2 separate regions of the Callithrix jacchus genome follow, and region 1 is linked to region 2. The links are chromatin contacts, called in public Hi-C maps. All regions are on one chromosome and are shown on one strand. The core of a region is the stretch at or near the end of the contact, and the rest is flanking DNA. Distances in the headings are between cores, read along the strand shown. Region 1 overlaps UBAP1L (ubiquitin associated protein 1 like). Region 2 holds the start of SLC51B (SLC51 subunit beta).

Region 1 (3,399 bases), core at 288-2,787, 60 kb before region 2:
GACATTTCCAGGACCCCAAAGTAACCCTGATAGCAGCAAAGTGGCTGGGGACAGGTATCACTCCCCAGGGAGGTTTGTCTGCCTAGGCGGGCCTCCAAAGCAGACTAGTCAGTGGCAAACTGTGCTGGGCTCAGGTGAGAGCTTCTTTGCTAAGAACACGTTTCACTGGAGAAAATGTTTAAGTAGTTATTGCTCAACTACATACTGAATGGCAAAGGGATTTAGATGTTGGGTGTCATTACATTTCATTCTATTAACGAATTCATCACGTTGTCATTTGTGCCAGGTTGCCATTAAACTGTTACTGGTATTCATCGACCACAGTGTTAGCTAAAACCGAGAGAAAGATGGGCTGTGATGGAAGCCCGAGGCTCAGAATCTGACGCTGCCAGGCCTAGAGCGTCTCTGGCTGAACAGGGTCCCCCAGGATAGGGGTTAGGGTTATGTCTCCAGGGACCTGGTTTGCCCGCGGCTTTCCAGCGCCTTCTTTCCGCAGCACGACTTCAGTCTGGAGAGGAGGGCACTCTTCTGGGTGGAGGCCGCCAGCCGGGGACCCAGCCCGTACCAGTGCGGTGACCCGGGGACAGCGTCAGCCCCTCCAGCCTGGCTCTTGCTGGTCAGCCCCGAACATGTGCTGGCGCCTGTGCCAGCAGCCATCAGAGACCCGGAGGCCGGACCCCAAGAGAGGCCGAAGGAGGAGGGCGAGGATGAGGAAGAAGCCTCCTCTGGCAGCGAGGAAGACCCGGGCCCCTGCAGCCTCCCGGCAAGCCCCGTCCCGGGTCGTCGCCTGTGCTCGCTGGACCTGCTGCGTGGCGTGCGGTCGGAGCTGGCGGGGGCGCGGCGACGGCTCTCCGAGGGGAAGCTCGCCGCCCGGCCCCGCGCCCTCCTGCACGGCCTCCGCGGCCACCGCGCGCTGAGCGTGTCATCCAGACCCGCGTCACCCCTGGGGCCCGCGTCACCCCCGGGGCCCGCGTCACCCCTGGGACCCGCGGCCCAGCCCACCGCTGCCCCCGCGTCGCCCCCGCGGCCCTCCACGGCCGGTGCCATCCCTCCGCTGCGGAGCCACAAGCCCACGGTCGCGGTAAGAACTCTGCCTCCCTCTGAGTCCCTCCAAGGCCGCCACTCAGCAGCCCAGTCCCCTTGATCTGGGTGTCCAGCCCGGCCCGCAGCCTCAGTCCCCTCCTCTGAGCGCTTCTGCATCCTCCCTTGACCTGCTCCCACCTGGGCCTGTACCGTGTTGTCCCCCTGCGGCCCTAGAGTAGAGTAGTCCCTGCCATACCCCCGTTTACCACTATGCCTGCCTTGCCTTTTTTTTTTAGGGCGCAGGTCACAGTGGTTTTAATTATCCTGGACCTGTCTTTTCCAACCAAGGATGAGCTCTTTGGGGCAGGGACGGGATCGCATTGACGTTTGTTTCCAGAGCACCCAGCTGCCGACTTGACCCATAGAGGGCGCTCAGTGGATGTCTGCTGAATTAATGAACAAAGCGCAAATCTCGGGCTTCCCACTGGGTGGTGTTTGCTGTGGGCTGAGGAGCTGGAATATTCAATGGATAGTTACTTCCTGCCAGACACTGGGTTGGAGTGTCAAAACCACAGGATAGGGAGGGTTGGCCACGAGGGTGCGGGACCAGACCCTGCACTGTACCGCGGGATCAGGTGCTGAGGGAGAGTCAGGGCTGCTGCCGGCTGGAAAGGCTTCAGGATGGAGGAAGTGAACCCTGAAGAGCAGGGACAAGTGACCCTACAGTGGAACCACAGAAGCTTAAAGGTCCCTTCCAAATTGTTTAAGTGTCAGACTCCACAAAACATGGGTCAGGATTGGCAGCAGAAGGTGGTAGTGGGGCATAGCTTTCTGCCCCCAAGCAGCCCCACAGTCAGCCCAGGAGATGCTGCAGAATAAGCCAAGGTAGAATTCAATCCGAAAGACAGAGACCTGATGTCTGGTTTCTTTCTTTCTTTTTTTGAGACGGAGTCTCACTCTGTCGCCCAGGCTGGAGTGCCGTGGTACAGTCTCAGCTCACCACAACCTCCACCTCCTGGCTCAAGTGATTCTCCTGCCTCAGCCTCCTGAGTAGCTGAGATTACAGGTGTGTACCACTATGCCTGGCTAATTTTTGTATTTTTAGTAGAGATGGGGTTTCATCATGTTGGTCATGCTGGTCTCGAACCCCCGACCTCGTGATCCCGCCCACCTCAGCCTCCCAAAGTGCTGGAATTACAGGTGTGAACTACCACACCCAGCCCTGAGGTCTGGTTTCTTAACATGCACCAGTGTGTGACCTTAGGCAAGTCACGGAATGACCACTTCTCTACCTGCATAGTGAGCCAGCAACCGTTCACACAGTTGTTGAGAGCATACATAGTAGAGAAGAGGCTCTGTAGGTGGGGATAAGCCATGCCCACATCCAAGACCAGATGTTGATGCCAGGATGGCTCTGCCCTGGTCAAGATTGATTGAATTCTCCCAGCAACCCTGTGGGGATGAGACAGTATCCTGTAGATGATGGAAAATGAAGCAGAGAGTGGCGAAAAATCTTTTTCAAGGACATAAGAGTAGACTCAGCTCCTACTTTGAAGTTCTCCACCCTTGAGGTAGTAAAGGGCAGACCCTAGGATGAGGTCGTGTGGGGGGGAGCACTGAGAAGATGCTGATGGGTGGGAATTCGTGTGTGTTACGTATACACTCCCTCCCAGGAGCCAGGTGGCGGCTGGGTTTTCCCTAGGAGAAGGGGACAGGATGAAATATTCAGGGCTGGCAGAGAGGTACTTCCTCACAGGAGAAGGGTTGGGGTGACGACAGCCAAACCAATTGGAATTCCTTCAAGTCATTCTCCTTAATCCGGGGTCTGTTTTGGTTTCTCCAGCATCATAACTGAAGGGCTGGTGTTCCCAGTTCCTACTCTGCTCCATGCCCTGCCAAACCCCAGCCCAGCCAAACTTTAGTTTGGCCCCCCAAGGAGGGCCTGGTTGGGAAGACGTACCCCTTCTCCTCCCTCACCAAAGTATGGGGCAGCAAACCTGAGTAGGGTGGGGGTGCCAAGCGTGCGTTGCTCAGTCTGGTCATTAACATCTCTGAACCTTGATTTCAGTGTCTGCAAAATAAGACAGAAGGGACCTCACATTCCTTTTACTAGTCACTTTCCTCACATTGTCTTTTTTTTTTTTTTAGACAGTTTCACTGGTTGCCCAGGCTGGAGTGCAATGGTGTGATCTCAGCTAACTGCAACCTCTGCCTCCTGGCTTCAAGTGATTCTCCTGCCTCAGCCTCCCAAGTAGCTGGGCTTACAGGCATGCACCACCACACCTGGCTAATTTTGTATTTTTTAGTAGAGGCAGGGTTTTACCATGTTTGTTGGGCTGGTCTCGAACCCCTGACCTCAGGTGATCCACCTGCCTC
Region 2 (3,432 bases), core at 668-3,167:
AGAAGTCGGGGAGAAAAAAAATACCTTTCTTAGACTTTTTTTTTTTTTGAGACGGAGTCTTGCTGTCTCGCCCAGGCTGGAGTGCAGTGGCATGAGCTCCGCTCACTGCAACCTCCACCTCCCAGGTTCAAGCAAGTCTTCTGTCTCAGCCTTCTGAGTAGCTGGGACTACAGGCACATGCCACCATGCCCAGCTGATTTTTGTATTTTTAGTAAAGATGGGATTTCACCATGTTTCCCAGACTAGTCTTAAACTGGTGATATCAGGTGATCCACTCACCTCAGCTTCCCAAAGTGCTAGGAATACAGGCGTGAGCCACTGTGCTTTCTGAGACTTTCAAGGACTCAGCTGCACACTGCCTACTCACTTGTTTGAGGGAGAGTCTAGCTGTCTATCTACCTACCTACCTACCTACCTACCGATCTAAAATTATGGAAAGACAAAGTTACAGGAATGGCTAACAGATGTGATCGGTGTTCTAGCTCCAACTGACTGTCCAGAGCACCGTCTCAGATGTAAGCGTACCTGGATTGATTGGTAACATCAGCCACAGGCCCCTGTCTCATATGCGGACCCCCTGAACTCACAGAGAAAAGTGTAGAGGTCGAGAAACCAAACAGTCTTCCTCTAGGGTGTGGGAAGAGGCTTAGACACACAGGGCATTCATGTTGACCCCGTCTACACTGTGTGGTTTCTTATGAGTACACACTGCCTTCATGAGAAGAATGCATGCAATTACAGTTTTCAATGTGTATGTGTATTTATCTGCATATGTTTAATGTATATTTTGTCTGTTTGTAGACTTTTCTTTTTTTTGAGATGACGTTTCATTCTTGTCGCCCAGGCTGGAGTGCAATGGTGTGATCTCAGCTCACTACAACCTCCACCTCCCAGGTTCAAGCGATTCTCCTGCCTTAGCCTCCCAAGTAGCTGGGATTACAGGCACGTGCCACCACACCTGGCTAATTTTTGTATTTTTAGTAGAGACAGCATTTTATCATGTTGGCCAGGTTGGTCTCAAACTCCTGACCTCAGGTGATCCACCTGCCTCGGCCTCCCAGAGTGCTGGGATTACAGGCACCATGCCCAGCTAATTTTGTATTTTTATTTATTTATTCATTTATTTATTTTTAGAGACAGAGTTTCACTCTCGTCGCCCAGGCTGGAGTGTAATGTCACGATCTTGGCTCACTGCAACCTCCACCTCCCGGGTTCAAGTGATTCTCCTGCCTCAGCCTCCTGAGTAGCTGGGATTACAGGCGCCTGCCACCACACCCAGCTAATTTTTATATTTTTAATAGAGATGGGGTTTCACCACATTGGTCAGGCTGGTCTCGAACTCCTGATCTGGGGTGATCCACCTGCCTCAACCTCCCAAAGTGCTGGGATTATAGCAGGCCTGAGCCACCAGGCCTGGCCAAACACATACTTCTATCGAAGCACATATCCAGTTTGCTTCTAGAGAGAGCATCATATTGTCACTTTCATGAATAAATTAAACCTTATGCCTTATTTGCATGTCATTAGTTTTGCCTTTAATGTTCTTTTCTTTTTCCAGGATCTCATTTAGGATGTCATACTGCATTTAGTTGTCTTGTCTCATTTAGGCCCCTCTGGGAGACCCCTGCGTTTTAAACAGGGTTTAACCATCTGCTGTCGGACTGTGATTTCTTCCCAAAGACCTGGGCCACCCATCCCCAAGGCAAGATGAGGACACTCACCCTGGGTCCTGAGTTCCTGGGGACTGCCTTGATCTGCTGTTGGGAGCTGCACCGATTTCTGTATCTTCCTCTTCCTCCTCTTATTGGGACAACAGGATTGTCTTTGCACATGAGCTCTCCCAGGCAGTCACAGCTGTTACTTAGGAGACAGTGCCTGGAGAGCCTGCGGCAGCTGGGCTCATCTGGTAGCTCTGCCCTTAGCACACGCCCAGGCCTAGAGCCTTCTCTACCACTCCGGGGTGACTGACCTCTTGAATGAGTGGCCTCAGAGTGCAAACAAGCGCCACCTGACTTTCACAATCTGAAAGCACCATGAGCCCAGTTCTTTCTTTGTTACATGTTGGCTTCAAGTAAAGAGAATACATCCAGATCCTCTGGACGGGCAGGAGAATGGGCTGCAGAGAACCTGCGGTCTGTGGGTTCCAGCACTGCAGGGGAATATGTGGTGTGCCCACTCCAGGTCTCTAATTCCCAATATCATCAATATTTAACCATGGAGCAAGGAGCCAGGGCTGGCCTTTTACAACCTGTGCTTTCTCATAGCGAAGGTCGTGGTATCATGTGAATTCCTCACAAGGAGCTATAAAATAAGACCTTTGGAGGTGGGGGTTGGGAAAGCATCTGTGAGAACCAGTGACCCAGAGAGCAGGAAGCAGGCCAAGGCAAGCAACTTGGTGGGGAAGCAGGAATGAGGTGCTCCTCCCACCAGGCCAGCTCCATTCAACTCTGATAGTCTGTGGACTTTTCCACAAACTGGCTCCTTGCATCTTAAGCAACTGTTGGTTTAGCAAGGAGTGGGCTTATTTCTTATTTCACAAATGAAACAGAGGCTGAGTGAGGTCACATGTCAAGCCCAAGCTCCTCTATGACTTAAACAGTTTTCAGCAGGGGGCAGAGGAAAGAAGACCCAGCAGGGAACCTAGGGGCTGCCTGGAGCGCCAGCTCCACCCCATTTTTTTTTTGAGACCGGAGTCTTACTCTGTTGCCCAGGATGGAGTGCAGTGGCATGATCTCAGCTCACTGCAACCGCCGCCTCCAGGGTTCAAGCGATTCTCCTGCCTCAGCCTCCTGAGTACCAGGTATGCACCACCATTCCTGGCTAATTTTTGTATTTTTAGTAGAGACAGGGTTTCACCATGTTGGTCAGGCTGGTCTTGAACTCCTGTCCTTGTGATTCGCCCGCCTCAGCCTCTCAAAGTGCTAGGATTACAGGCATGAGTCACTGCGCCTGGCACTCCTCCTCATTTTGTAATGCATTCATTTATTCATTGAATAAATGTTGCCTGAGCATCTACTGTGTAATACATGATAAATAAGACCGGTGAGGACCCTGCTCTCTTGGAGCTCAAACTCCGCAGGAGATAGCCAACAAAAACGTAAGCAAAAACATAACTAAAAAATACTTACAGCTAGTGATAATTTCTGTGAATAATTTAAAGAACATAATGATATAGAACAGGATGGGGTGGGGGAGCCATGATTACTGTATTACTATACTAAAACTGATGAGGGGTTAACCATGCAAAGGCCTGAGAAAGCAGGTACAAAGGCCAGGCGTGGTGGCTCACACCCATAATCCCAGCACTTTGGGAGGCCGAGGCAGGTAAATCACCTGAGGTCAGGAGTTCGAGACCAGCCTGACCAACAAGGTGAAACTTCATCTCTACTAAAAATACAAAAATTAGCCAGATGTGGTGGCAGACATCTGTAG

What was found. A called contact is a pair of places that touch in the nucleus more often than the background predicts.
Region 1: a Hi-C map of induced pluripotent stem cells shows a contact between it and region 2, with 1.8 times the contacts expected there. The contact joins the enhancer-like site here to the promoter of SLC51B in region 2. A contact is called at or near these places in 3 of 3 Hi-C or Micro-C datasets (induced pluripotent stem cells and skeletal muscle).

Annotation. Positions count from the first base shown.
Region 1 is chr8:12,131,674-12,135,072 of calJac240_pri, reverse strand. UBAP1L (ubiquitin associated protein 1 like) reads left to right here. Exons shown (of 6, transcript XM_002753241.6): 3 at 497-1,081. Among named protein-coding and RNA genes, the nearest start is that of RASL12, 14 kb to the right of the region's middle. Within about 2 kb of position 1,537, at least 5 of the 16 cell types and tissues checked have an H3K27ac peak or open chromatin away from gene starts, as enhancers often do.
Region 2 is chr8:12,071,599-12,075,030 of calJac240_pri, reverse strand. It overlaps SLC51B (SLC51 subunit beta), which reads right to left and starts at 1,917. Exons shown (of 4, transcript XM_002753239.6): 1 at 1,722-1,917.